Linked DNA regions of Mus musculus: region 2 is linked to region 1. Evidence: chromatin contacts called from public Hi-C data. All regions are on one chromosome and are shown on one strand. The core of a region is the stretch at or near the end of the contact, and the rest is flanking DNA. Distances in the headings are between cores, read along the strand shown.

The links. A called contact is a pair of places that touch in the nucleus more often than the background predicts.
Region 2: a contact with region 1 is called in a Hi-C map of bone marrow-derived macrophages, with 15 read pairs. The contact joins two enhancer-like sites. A contact is called at or near these places in 3 of 484 Hi-C or Micro-C datasets (bone marrow-derived macrophages and myocytes) and 3 of 115 datasets of contacts at active chromatin or transcription factors (the HPC-7 cell line, large pre-B cells and microglia).

What each region holds. Positions count from the first base shown.
Region 1 is chr1:95,337,059-95,344,454 of GRCm38.p6, forward strand. No RefSeq gene overlaps it. Among named protein-coding and RNA genes, the nearest start is that of Fam174a, 27 kb to the left of the region's middle. Within about 2 kb of position 2,758, at least 24 of the 459 cell types and tissues checked have an H3K27ac peak or open chromatin away from gene starts, as enhancers often do. A contact at or near this core is called in the HPC-7 cell line and bone marrow-derived macrophages, where this site is marked.
Region 2 is chr1:95,585,770-95,593,165 of GRCm38.p6, forward strand. St8sia4 (ST8 alpha-N-acetyl-neuraminide alpha-2,8-sialyltransferase 4) reads right to left here. Exons shown (of 5, transcript NM_009183.2): 5 at 1,913-6,195. The coding sequence ends at 5,913. Among named protein-coding and RNA genes, the nearest start is that of St8sia4, 78 kb to the right of the region's middle. Within about 2 kb of position 4,527, at least 85 of the 459 cell types and tissues checked have an H3K27ac peak or open chromatin away from gene starts, as enhancers often do. A contact at or near this core is called in the HPC-7 cell line and bone marrow-derived macrophages, where this site is marked.

The DNA.
Region 1 (7,396 bases), core at 1,508-4,007:
CTGGAAAGTAAGTGTTCTGGGAAACAGTGGTTAATGATCAGAGACACAAATTAATGGTACAAATGAATGGTGTTGAAATAGAAAGTTTGGTGGATACAGGAGCTGAAGTTAGTATATTTTTCCCAAAGTCTTGGAATCCAGATTGCTCCCTACAGAAGGTTTAAACATGTTTATTAGGATTGTTAAATTGTCACAAATAAGACAAAATGTCCAGTGGGTTACCTGCGACCCAAAGGGCAAAGGGAAATTGAGACCGTATGTAGCTGACATACCCAAAAATGTATGGGTAAGGGATCTTTCACAACAATGTGGTACTCAAATTAATATCCCTGCATTTCTGGGAGAGAGCAAATAAGGAAACTGGAGATGATGCGGTAGATGCTTCTGGGGAAGGTATTGATAACAGGTGATTGAGAACAGTCATAAACTGTGCCCATTGTTGAAACACAGGACATCACAGGGATTGAGTTTTCAAGTGTATAAAAGGGGCCACTGCTGACATGCCAACAGTCTTGTAGTTATCAAACAGACCTCTATGTGGCAAGAGCAGTAGCCCATAACAAAAGAAAAATTGTAGATACTTGAATAACTGGTACAAGAGCAGCTGGAGTCTCAACATATAGAAGGGTCTACCAGCCCATGGAAAATCCTCCTGTTGTATAAAAAAAAAAAAAAAAAAAAAAAAAAAGAGGAAAATTGAGGATGATAGCTGATTTAAGACCAATGAATAAAGTAATTAAATCAATGGCTCCTTTACTGCCTGGACTTCCTTTATCTTCTCTGTTCCCTAGATCATGGTCTATAATTGACTAGAAAGATTTTGTTTTCACAGTACCCTTCCATGTGCAGGATAGTGAAAAGTTTACTTTCTCAGTACATAATCTGAACAACAGTGGTCGAATAAAAAGATGCAATTGGAAGGTACTTTCACAGGGAATATTAAATAATCTAACTATATGTCAGTATTTTGTCTTGCAATCATTAGAATAATTTGTAAGCAATTTCCCCAGTCTTTCATTTACCGTTGCATGGATGACATTTTGTTGGCTAATTTTGACAAACATGCTTTAGAGAACATGTTTAAAGAAACAAAGAATTCTGCCATTCTGTGGGTTACAGATTGTTCCAGAAAAAAACCCAAAAACAAACAAAACAACAACAATAACAACAATAAATAAAGAGGAGATTCACTTAGTTATTTGGGTTATAAAAATCAGTCAACAAAAAATTCTACCACTAAAGCTACAGATCCGTAGGGACTCTGGATGATTCTGGCTGCTTCTGCTGACTCCTGTTAATTTGGTGAAGCCTTGCTTGTTTCTGCTGGACTGTGCCACTGCTATTGATCACTATTTGGTGTTTGCTGTTGAATTGGACTGCTGGTATCTGACAAGGAAGAGTAGAATCATCTCAAGGAACTACTTCTGAAACAAGTCCACAACAGCTTTTGCCTATGGACCTTCTTCCCCTACCTCTGGTCAGTGGTTTATAAGGGAGGTTGAAGTCTTTAAGAAACCTAAGTAGTGGGTTTTGAAAAAAATCTAAGCCTACACATGCTCATCATGGGAGAAACAAAACACACACACAGAAGGAATCCAGTGGTATCCATTTGTGGAGACCACTAACATAGACTGTCTGTCCACCAGAATTTATAACTTCCTTATCTGCAAAACAGACCAATCTTTCAACCAGTATTCCCCAAGTTATATCTCATTTAGGGCTTGGATTGAACACTAAGATTTATACATTTGAATTTAAGGGGATGATGATAGGTTTGGATGCATTTACAGAATGTAACACAATTCCCCAAACATGGTTTCTCTTTAACAAAACCAATATAAACAAAAGAAACAAATGACCTTTCCTCTTCAACAGTCAATAGTCCAAAGGAAAAACATGGGTTTGAAGTTCATTAAAAATTTAAATAATTATAAAAGGATGATTTTGCCTGGGGTACTAGAGGTAGCTATGCTGTCTTTCTATGGAACACTAAGTGACATTTTGGCTTAGTACAATGTTTAATTGTTAAATTGGATGCCTTATTCTGTCTCTCTCCTCTAATACTTAGTACTTTGTCATGAAACATTTGATACTTATTTTCCTGGTAATGTTGAACCAGCACTTAATTATTATCTCTTTCTGTCACACTCATTCCTCAGCACATGCCACCTATTTGGCTGGGTTCTAGTTGGGACCCTAGTGAATGCATATTTGCCACTTTTTCTATCCTCTAGGCTGCTGACACTGAGCTGTAAGGCCTATGCTTGAGTTTGAATAACTGAGTCTGATTTATGTTGATAGAAACTTGAGCCTCTTCCTTCATTCTCTTTGGAGTGTATACCATTAGACAATATCACTATGGTTTCTGTTTTCTCTGGAGGTGATCTCTGTTTTGGGGTTTAGAGTCTTGATGCTGTCCTGCTTTTTGTCTAGCAGAAATCAATATGCATAGGAATTTGCTTTATTTGTTTATTTGTCTTTGTCCCAGAGTTGTCATTAAAAGATTTTCTAAGTGCACTATTGACTGGAACCCTGCCTTAAGGTTATAATGTTGCACATTACTGAAAACAACCTAAGACTGTATTTTGCTCTGATACATTTCTTATTTTGAGAGAAGGAGGAAGTTCTCAGCTGTTCCTATCTCAGGGAATCAAAGATCAGTGAAGAGACAAGACCCACAAGTGTTGCACAACTAGCTCTATTAGCAAGTCTACCTCAGCCTCTATTACTGTCCTGTGAGTTCTATTTATATCTTCCAAATATCATGTGTCCTCCACAGGTCTTGCATCAGCATTTGTCTTACTTCAGTACTGGTCTTGCCCTACTTAGCATGTGCATCTGTCTCAGCTGACATCACTCTGCCAATCAGCCTGAGGCCAGAGAGGCAGCAAGAAACTACAGCACCCTACCACAAGTTTTTTGGTGTGTTTCTCTCTATGAAGTCCTGACAAATGCAGCTCAAATAGGGTAAAGCAGACCAATACCAGTGTGTCATTAGCAAAACAATACTTCAAGTGTCCTTTCATGTGTGTGTTTTAGCAGAACATCCTTTCTCCTGTGTTTGCTTTAGCTAAATGTCCCTTCAGGAGTCTGTCTTAGAAGTTCACCTGGGTACACTTCAGCTAAACATTCCTTCATGTGTTTGCTCCAGCAAAACACCATCTAAACAACTTTTTAAAAAGTACTCTTGAAGGAAAACCAAAGTGTGGATACTTTGCTCCTTCTTAGAATGGGGAACAAAATACCCTTGGAAGGAGTTACAGAGACAAAGTTTGGAGCTGAGATGGAAGGAAAGACCATCTAGAGCTACCCCACCCGGGGATCCATCCCATATACAACCACCAAACCCAGACACTATTGCATATTCCAGAAAGATTTTGCTGACAGGACCCTGACATAGTTCTCTCTTCTGAGTCTATGCCAATGCCTGGCAAATACAGAAGTGGATGCTCACAGTCATCTATTGGATGGAACACAGGACCCCTAAAGAAGGAGCTAGAGAAAGTATCCAAGGAGCTAAAGGAGTCTGCAACCCTATAGGAGGAACAACGATATGAACTAACCAGTACCCCCCAGAGCTGTGTCTCTAGTTGTATATGTAGCAGAGGATGGCCTAGTCGGCCATAAATGGGAGGAGAGGCCTTTGGTATTGTGAAGATCATATGCCCCAGTACAGGGGAATGCCAAGGCCAGGAAGCTGGAGTGGGTGGGCTGGGGAGTGGGGGGATGGGGAGGGTAGGTATAGGTAACTTTCAGGATAGCATTTGAAATGTAAATGAAGAAAATATCTAATTAAAAAAGTACTCTTAAGTTTCTATAACCCCTGTGACACTCTAGCACTCATCAATGAAATTTTAGATTACCTAATCCTTCTAGAAAACTCCCCTAATGTCCTCTAAGAAGGCCTGTGCTTTGCATAATACCCTAGTCTAAGGTCTTCCTTCAGCAATTTTTGGACCCTTACAATCTCATGTTCTCCCCGCACAATAGTGTCCTATTCTATTTAGATAGAGTTTAAGTTATATGCCTGTCATGTTTCCAATAGGGGTGCCCGTTCCTAGTTTCCTGTACTCACAACTCAAAAGACAGATCATAATGTCCCCAAGGCAAGTTCAATTGAGAAAAGAAATAGAAAAAAAAAAAAAAACTTCTATTCAAGAAAAGGGTACAATAAAAATTCATATATATAATGCATATAGCATATATAATACATATTTATACATATATATGTGTGTATGTATATATATGCATATACACATGTGTGTATATGTGTGTATGTACGTATATGTGTGAATGTATATATATAAACCTTGTATTTTTTCCAAAAATTAATACAATGAAATTTTTTTGTTATTTTTAAACTTAATCCTATAAAAATTTTCAATTTTGTGAATATTTGAAGATATGTTTTACAAAAATATATCATTTAAAGGTCTGGATGCATGCATACCTGTATAAAGCATATGGAATATTTTTTTACTTTTATTTTTTGCAGCCCAGTCCCCCTCCCGGTTCGCCCTCCCACAGTTCTTCATCCCATTCCTCCTACCCCTTGTTTCCAAGAGGGTGTCCTGCCCCTACCAGGCCTTCCCACTCCCTGAGGCCTATATTTTAATTTTAATTCGGTTTCCTATTGTACATCAAAAGTAATTCTCTGTCTACAGTCTAGTATCTATATATCTATTATATATGTGTATACATATACATATATACATACACATACACATACACATACACATACACATACACATACACATACACATACATATACATATACATATACAACAGATCTTACATTCTGCTAAGCATTGCTAGGCATCCCTACCCTAGTTCCAGAGTGAGCTCTTGAGTCATGCAATCTTTCATCCTTTTTAGCTTCAGTATTCCTTGCTTTATCCTTTGAGATGGTTACAGACCTAATGCCGCAGATTCTTGTACATTTTTACAACTGCTGTAGTTGTAATGGAAAACCTCGCAGTCTGTTTGGTACATGTTTGGTGAAGCACTGACATCTTACTGCTTTACAGTTCAGTCTGGGTATCTTCACACTGAGTGTACTTTTTATTGACTGGCATTTACACTGCCCACTTTCCCTCCCTCAGAGTATTGGCCATTGGCTGAGTCCATTAGAAGATATCATGGGGAGGAAACCAAACCCTTACCTTCATTTATTCCTTGATACTATCTGATTTTGCCTGGCCTTTTCCCAGTTTACCTTTCCTGTGAAGGCTGCAGTTTGCTATCCTCACAATGGTTTCTATTTAGAATACTGGCAGAGCTTTTATCTCTTAATCTTCTAGAGATCTGAATTATAGGATTATCTGGAAAAACAGATGTCAAGTTGTGGGCAGAAAGTACTTCTCTTACTAAAGTGGCATTTCCCCCATCTGTGCCTGTAGGCCCCTTCACACATCCAGAGTTTCCCAACAGTGCCAAGCTGGCTCCACCCAACATTCTGTCAGTTCTTTTTCAATGCTGCATTCACTCAGCATACCATGTGCTTCACATGGTACAGCAGGTAAAATGCTAATTCTGTTTTCCATTGTACATCAAAAGTAATTATCTTTCTACTGTCTAGTATCTGAATGTCCAACTTCATCTCTCTGCATTCTCCATTAAGACAGATCTGCAATTTGTTATCCATTATTTATAACAACTTCTTATAGGACTTACTAAATCAATCAAGGGGCAACTAAGTACAATAACAATACATTTGAGCTAACGTAAATCTCAAATAACTCATAAAATCTCCAGAATAACCAGAGGAAGAAATATTCCAAAGGAATCCTGCTTCCAAGCTTCTCATTTTACTTCTAGGTCATTGAAAACAGAAAACCAGAAACTGCAGCAAGCTGCTCAGAATGCAGATCTTTGAAATGATGTATGCTGGAAATTCACATCTCCTTGCCTAGAGGCTGCTTCATTTTGTTCTGGTCTACGATGAGACTGCTCTTGGCATTGGAAAGATATCCAAGGGCTACAATTTTTAACATTACTTAACCCTTTAATTTACACACACACAAGCACATGGGTTTGTGCACGCTATGGGTGCTAAACCAGGATAAAAGTGGGGGCTTCTGTACATGGATTTCTTGTTCTCCCACTTGTGCTGAAAAACACATGACAACTACAAAATAAGAGATTCCACACAGGGGACATTGTAGACATCTATCCTTCCCTCACCATGGGAACATTGTTAATATGTTAAAGCTCCACTAACATTACTTGGAAGAACTTGGATGATAATAACTATGGTATATTCTTGAATGTGATGATAATAAAGGATAAGAAAAATAGTTTTTTTGGAAAGTGTCTCTTTGAAGTAAAATCTCATCAAGTGATGACCTTCTATATCATTTTTTTAACTTGTAAAAAAAAGTCTAAGTTCAGTTCTTCTCAACTTAAAATATTCTCTATATTATCATAAATAGTTATTCAGAATCTTGGTAATTCTTTCTAGAATGAGGCATGCTTTGCATAAATGTAAGTAATTCTGCACTAGAATATTAAAAAGATTGCATAAAAATTTAAATTCTGGAAGAAAAGTTCCTTAGGGTATTCGGCAGCAGTTGAGTGTATTTGCCAGACTACTAAAGACTTTCTGGTGAAACAATACCACTTCATATGTATCCTTGGATGATAAATAACATCACTTAGTCTCAACACTTAGACATCAGTGCCACAGCAATTTTGTAGAAACCCTGCTGTGCCCATAAAGGCAAAAAGATTGAAAAGCAATGCAGCCACATGGAATGTGTGTGACAGCAACAGAACAGACAAGCACACATCCAAGTTCAGTGAGATGATTGCCAGTTATAACAAATGTTTTGAAATACCAAGTTTTTGTGTTAGCAAATCTCTGGTAGGAACAAAATAAACTGCTCTATACTGTATTCAAGACATGCTTCGCAAACCATGTATATAAAATGAGATATGTAGGGAAAGAGTTAGATATTTGAAAAATCAGTGGGGAAGCCTTCTCAGGGAATTGCTATCTCAGTGTTCCTCAGATGGGAGCCAATTTGAATTGCTAGAGAAACTTTGAACTCAGAGGTGTCATGGTGTCTTACACTACACTACTTACTAAAAACAAACCAGTACAAAGCTAGAATAGCATCATGGGCTGGGCTTGTACAGAACAATTAAGAACTGGCAAGAATCTTGGTCTCATTGTAACTGATATGAATGAGGGCCTATAGAAAATTTTTATGTAGTCTGTGATTCAATCTATTTGCATTTTAAAGGCCCTATTTGCTGTTATATTAGTATAGATGGTTGAGGAAAGTAGTTACGGGGCTTTCTAAAGAAATAGGCACAGTATAATTCTGGCAAGTAAAATGGGACCAGTGAATGAAACCTGATACAAGTTGACACAGGCAGCCAACAGGGCGAATTA
Region 2 (7,396 bases), core at 3,277-5,776, 250 kb after region 1:
AGTGAGACTCTGTGGCTACATCTACTCTGAATACTGAACTTTGATCTTGCTTGAGCTTGCAAAGGTCTTAGGTTTGTTGTAACAACTACGGAGAGTTAATATGAGCCGCTGCCATGCAGTCTTACAGAAGAAGCTCCTTTCTTGTTGTCATACATTGCTTTGGGTTCTGAGAAGCCTTCTTCCCCACTTTATACAATGATCCCTGAGCCTTCTAATGAAGGATTGAAATACAGTTGCCCCATTTAGGGTTGAACAATCCACAACATCTTTTTCTGAGCACAGTGACCAGCTACGTGTCTCTGTGCTGATCACCATCTACTGCAAAACGTTCTCTAACCACATTTCAAAAGGGCATCACGGCTAGTGAGGAAGAGGAAGCTCTGAGAGAGTATAGTCCTAAGATACAGGAGAGAGTCCATCCTAGAGTCAATGAGTTCAAGTCCCCAGTTTCTTACTTCTGAATCATGTTTCCTTGAAGACATCTTATAATCTTTTTATTAGAATGTGTCAAATTTAAATGATGGCAGTACCTAGGTCTTATAGTTTTATTCAAAGTGAGTAAGTTAATATATATATATATATATATATGTATATATTATATGTATATTGTAGATTATATATTATATGCTATAAAATATGAAAAATACTATTATATATGTGTGTGTATATGTCTGTGTGTGTGTGGGGGGGTGTCTGTGTGTATTCAGAAAAGTATTTGAATCTAAAGGGTAGATGGTTTAACCGCTGTTAATACAAGAAAGGTGAAACACAAATTAGCTTAATGAATCTTGAGATACTATAAGCATTCATTCAGTTTGTTATTACTATAAATACAGTCCCTTGTATATTAGTTTATTTTCTGCTTAATTTTACTGTTCCTCAGAGTCTGTTGCATATTATAATGTTTAATTTTTCCTGTGTGCACACTAGAACTGTATGAGGACATGCCATTTAGTCCCTTGCACATTTAATTGTATACTGAAAATAATGATGTCAGGTTCTAGTCACAATTTAGACATTTAAATATATTTTAAGTTAAAACACGCATTAAGGTATGTGTATTTAACAGCAAAAGTAGATTTTTTTTATCATGCAGTTTTATAGAATTGATTGAAATTCACCAATGCTTGCACATAGTTCTGTGAGCTGTTGCGCACCATCAGAGCTGGGATTCAGCATGTGAACTGACTATCCCAACAGATAGAGACAGAATGAACATTATTTATGGATACTGAAAAGTAAATGTAGGTATGAAAGCTTAAAGAAAAAATAAAAAGGACATATAGACTTATCAACCATTCCTAATAGTCCTGTGATAGTGTCTAGTAGCATTTGACTCATAATTGTACAATGTTGAAAGGTACCTCATAAAATTACTTTTAAAGTGTGTTCCCGAATAGAGAGGTTATGACTGAAAACATAGATTTGTAAGTTATTGAAAGGTCTGGAAAACGATTTAAGTAAATAGTCCTTCTAAGTCATCTTCTGGGAGGCAAACAGCAAATGGCAGCAATTTGCAGATGAAGTCACATATTAACAGGCAGCCCTAGGAAATGCTGTATAAAAAGTCAGCAATGCTCTAGTCCCAGAGGGCAAATGACTCAGCTATAATACCTAGTGGAAGTATGAATTAGAAACAATTGCAGTAACCTATGTAGTGAAGGCCCCAGACTCCAAAGCACACAGAAAATATTCCACCCCCAAACTTTTGAGTGCTGCCTGATATTCATGCTGGTATTGAAATTACTTATACATCCATGAGTGCATTTGAAATAAATGTTTAAACTAATTGTGAGTGAGGCTGAAATTGGAAAAGACTTAAGCAGTAATGAAACCTTCATAAATGCAGCCACCCCATATTGACATATGCCATGAAGTCGAAGGCGTAGATATAGAAGATAAGAGAAAAAAATTGAAAAACAAGTAATTTAATTTATTTTACAATTGTACAAATGATAAAGCAGTAATAGTCCATTGCTATGCACAAACAACAGAAGATATTGTTGATCAGAATGAACCTACAGAGTAAGCTTCATCCTTCCTTTCCACAGATGGTATAAGAAAGGCTCAGTAGCAATTATCCTATGCAGCAAAGCTATCTGGAAACTTTTTTCTCTTCTTGCTATATACATCAAAAACACTTGTGCTTTCACCGACACACACACACAAAAAAACCCCAGTATTTCTTAAAAGGCGCTACATAAAAGAGAAACACACAACCTAGACCAACAATCAAAAAACCGCAATTTAAATAAATACATTGCCAGCTTGAAGATATTTTTTCCTTGACTTTTGTTTTGAAAGATTTGAACATACTAGCTGCTTACTATTACTCTAGGAAAGAACATATAATTCAGCTACAAAGTAGGTCTTTCTTAAAGCAGAGTAGTAAATGAAGTTTCAAAAGAACTTCTGTTTTTAAAGTGGCCATGATCTCCAGGGCAGTTCACAGTGCAGACCCTGAAGATATCAATATAACACACATCTAGTTGTGCACATATTACAGAATCAGTGTGTACACACAGATATACATATATAACATGGTATATATGCATCACACATTTCTATTTGTACTATATAGATATATTTATAGCACATATATAATAAAATATCTATTTCTAGATGGGTTGTATTTGGAGTTTGTTTATCAAATACAAATAATTAACCTTACTTGTTTTTATTAAAACCTTGGTATATTGATAACATTTAATGGGGAAACTCTCAAACTTGTAGAGATACCAGCTAACTATACACAACTTTTCCATCCCCCTTCCACAACTATAGATAGTCCTCATAATAATCACATGAAAACAACTCTGTGAACCAAATATCACATAATATGTATTATGACTAACTGGCACAACTATAAATAAATTACTTTGCTTACCCTTTCTTGAATAGTAACTGAGTAAATCACTTGTCTGTACACTACCCTTAGCATTTCTTGAATAAAGCATTTCTGTAAGGATATATGTGGAGATTTTCATTAACAATTGATATACAGCTCATATGAAATACAACACATGAAGACATTTGAATGCCCAGCACCTTCTCTAAGTGAGGAAAGCTTCCACAGTACTTTCATTGGTCCTGTGGGCTGAATCACTAGATTTGCTCTGAAAATCTATTATTGATTCATGTTTTCTTTCAACAACTTTTTATTAAGTATAGTTTATGCTGAGTAGCAATGATGAAAATATTTCCATGGTCTGTTCATGTCAAAAGCACAGTAGCAATCATGTTAGCTCAGTGACTGGGATATTTCACAGTCAGCTACCTGGGTATTCCCAAGTGCATGATTAAAACATTAGAAAAAGGAAATAAAACAAATAAAGCTGTTAGCATACCATATTAAGGAAATCACAGATAGTTCAAGTATATGCTTATAATTTGATTTTGTTATGATTCCTTATGCCATCATGTGTGTTAAGTCCTAACTCTTTTCTCTACTGTTAGTCTTCAATTCTCTCCTTGCCTTCCTCCTGTAAGAAAGCCGTGATAGGGATTGAGCAGTGATGGCAAATGAAAGGGTGTGTGTGTGAGGATGAAATAATCTCACACAATATTTCCTCTTTGAGTGCTAAATGTCTTTAATTGAATCCATTCTTATGTACTGAAAGTTCCCTGAGATGAACAAAAGTAGTTATCTCTCAAATCTGAAGCCCTTTTGATACTGAACATTTCTCTAACTGGGCAAGCATTTAGGAAACACAAAGCAGAGGGTGAAGAATCAATGCAAAGACATTAAAAGGCACTACTCAATGCATGTAAGAGATAGACATCAATGCATGCAAAAGTGAATGGCTAAGCTGTGCTTGCTGTGGCCAAAATGTTGTTTAAACACATCTTTTTTTCCCTTCTTAAAATTTCAGTCAAGATGGTATGCTGCTGCTTTCAGATACATACTTTGAATGAGTGCCAAGATAGAATTTACTTGCCAGAATTTACTTGCAACCTCTGGATTTCTAAGGAATTCATGTTAGCTGTTGGTGGGAACACAGATCTGCATAGAGTTCAAAATAAGTTTTATATATTATCCAATGATCACACATCCAGTGTATTAGACTTTCAATTTAACATCTACATAACACATATTTAACACTTTTTATTAAATGTATTGAATTGCGAAATAAAAATGAAATTTAATGATAAAGGTATATACTGGTTATGAAATGCCCATATCCATTCTCTTTTCCTTTCTGATAGATACATGGATTCTCAGAAACTGTTATTTTTATCCTGAGATTCTATCACTGTTTTAAAAAACACTGCAGCTAATATTAAAAATTTGGTAACTGTACTACATGACTATCCTTGTCCAGAATATGAATACATATATAATATATATGTATACCTTTGCTGTGCTCTTCATTCATTTTAGATTGCCTGACTTAGAAAAACAAAACATACACATTTTTCATGCCATTTCTGCTTTCTTCTGATTGCCTTCCCCAAGAAACAGGAAGTCATGTTAAATTGCTGCAGGCAAAAGCAGAAGTAAGAATATAGTTCTGCTTTCAAAAGAAACAGAAAGCCTGGCCACCAGTCAATTCAGTCACGTATGTAAGTCAGTAAGTCACTCTATGAGTAAGTTCATGTTGTTTTAAAAAATGCAGTCATAATGGAACTGTACTTAACTACAGAAAAATCCTTGTTAACTGAATTCATTTGACGTATTGTTGATGTGTTATTGTTAAACTGCTTTGAATTAATTACCTGTTATGAAAACAACACTCAGTTAATCATCTTATTTTGTGGAGAGAAATTTTAAAATAATAGTAAGTGCTTCATATTGATCTCTGCACCTGAATAGCCAAGAAGATTTTACTGAATGAGAAGTCTCATTTCAGCTACTTCAATCCAACAATCTACCTGGCCATGGATTTCCACAAAATTATGATGAAATGTCAAAGAAGTAAATTAAAAGTAATGTTTGAACTTGAAATTTTTAACTGTGTAGAGCTGAGTTTCCTATTAACTTCATATAAATGTGTTCATGTTAATAATATATTCTCTTTATAACAGGAGAGTGGCTTACTGTGTAGGAACATGATATAATCTTTGGTACCAAGAGTGAAACTTTTCTGCTATTTTTACCATTTTTCAAATATCACTCCTTCATAATAGTCTACTAATATCGAGTGGTATAGTTTGGCTGGTACCCACTACACCATTGATCTATAATCCAGAGATTTAGAGTTGTGCAAAGTAAAACAAACAAACAAACGAACAAGCATAAGTTTGGTGTGACTGTTGTTTAAAAATATATAAGGACTTTAGAAAGGACTGTTTGATGTTCGTTTTTCTCATTCACATGTGTTTCCCATTTCTGTATCTCAAATGAATTTCTAAGCACCCAAACCCAAACCAAAATAAATGTCAGAAGACAAACAAGAAATATAAGCAAAACGTAAACATGACCATTCTCAGTGTCCTGACTGAAAGCGTTTCCTCAAGTTGCTTCATGTCATGGATTTCACTGCTTGAACTCTCTCCTTCTTCATTTCTACTAAGGATGTTTTCAAGTCCCAAGGGCTGAGCTGTGCTCCTGGGTTCCTCTTCCAGTGTGCTTGGCATTACAGTGGCTGCCCCACAGTGATGAACATGTTTGCTTTGCTAACTGATGTTGAGTGCACTGTTGAATCTTGTAAACACTACTGATAATACATTCAAACTGTATTCTTCATGGAAGTGGCACTTACTAGGACCCTTGAAGTCAGAATATGTTGTAGTCAGAGCACTTTGCAGGTTTTTCATCAGCTGGTGGTGAATTCACACAGACTTCCATTTCAGCTACTCAGTCAAGTGGTGGATGCTGAATCCCAGCCTTATTTTGGATCCTGATTCTAAATCTCCAGAAGCATCTTAAAAAAACAAAGTCTGTGTTCAGTTTTTATCCTCCAAAGTGTGCCTTATTGCTTCATGCACTTTCCTGTGGTCAGTTTTAGAGCTCCTCTATTGTGTAGCACATTCAATGTTTTAAATTCTAATGGCATCCTGTGAGGACTGGCGTTGGAAAAGTATCTATATTTTAAGTCATCATAGTAATGATATTTGACAGCTTTTCCATTCAGATCCTTGGGAAATGGCCAGAATCCATAAAGGTGAATTTCATCACAGAATCTGGTGGCAAGTGTATACATGAGGAGACCTGTGCTAGGTCTTTTGATAGGAACTTTGTTAGTCAGCCAGTATCTAGAAGAAACAAAAACAAAAGTAAAACAGAGAAAATTCATAGTAATATACAAGAGCACATTCTATAAAAGTCATATCATGTAGCAAACACAATGTATAAATATGAATAAACTTTTCAGTGGTTACTGAAAAGTAGCATATATGTAGATAGAAAATTTTATACTTCTGCATTATCTTTTATCTCCTTATATATTTGTCATTCCATAAAAACAGCTAAGGGACATGAAAGCATAGGTTAATTCTATTCTAGAATATGCAATTCCAAATTAATCAGAAATAAACTTGTATCTAACATTCTGAGTAGAATATTTACATAATGATGTAAATGTCATTGAAAATCACAACATCAATGACTCCAGATTTGATCGTCAGATGTCACATGACAGCCTTGGCATGGTATGCAGAGGGAGGTGGATTCTTGAGTCTCATTGATCATTTTTTCTATGGTAGCAGCATCCAGCATTGACCTCCACCCTCAAGCTTACACAAAACCATTCTCAAAGACCCAAAAAGAGCCAAATGAATGCTTAACTCAAATTATGTCAACTGACCTTTTCAACTCCAATCATAAAACCATATTTTAATAGAGAAAATTTAAAGCATTATATCAACAAAACAAAAACACTAAGACAAATAAAATCTATTTTTATAATAAATTAATAGAGTTCACTATATATTATTTGATATTTTAAAATTCTTTATTGGTAAAATGTTCCCTGGTAATTTAATACATGTATGCTGCTTTCTGTTTTCTCTTACCCCACCCTCTTTTCTTCATCCCTCCTATGCCATCTTAGTCCTCCATTCAGGTCCTTTGCCCACATTCCTGTCCTTTTGTTTATTTTGTGACCCATTATTTATTAACCAGAACCTTCTGTGAGACCATGAATTTCAGCTTAAGTATGTAAGATGTATCCCCATGGTGAAATGTATTTCATAATATTAACTTGTAACAACAATAAAATACTTCAAAATTCTCAGATCCATCTTACTTGCCAAATTTTGCTGGCCTGAATATTATACAAACCCACAGATAATAATCACCTTTAGAGGAAAGGGGATCTCCAGCACTTTTGGGCACATCATTTCCTTAAGGAAAATGATGTCATGTGAAAACAACTAAAAGAGGAAGAGTGCGAATTTCCTGTGACTATAAATGTGTCTTGATCAAATACAGAACACTTAATAAATTACATTTTTT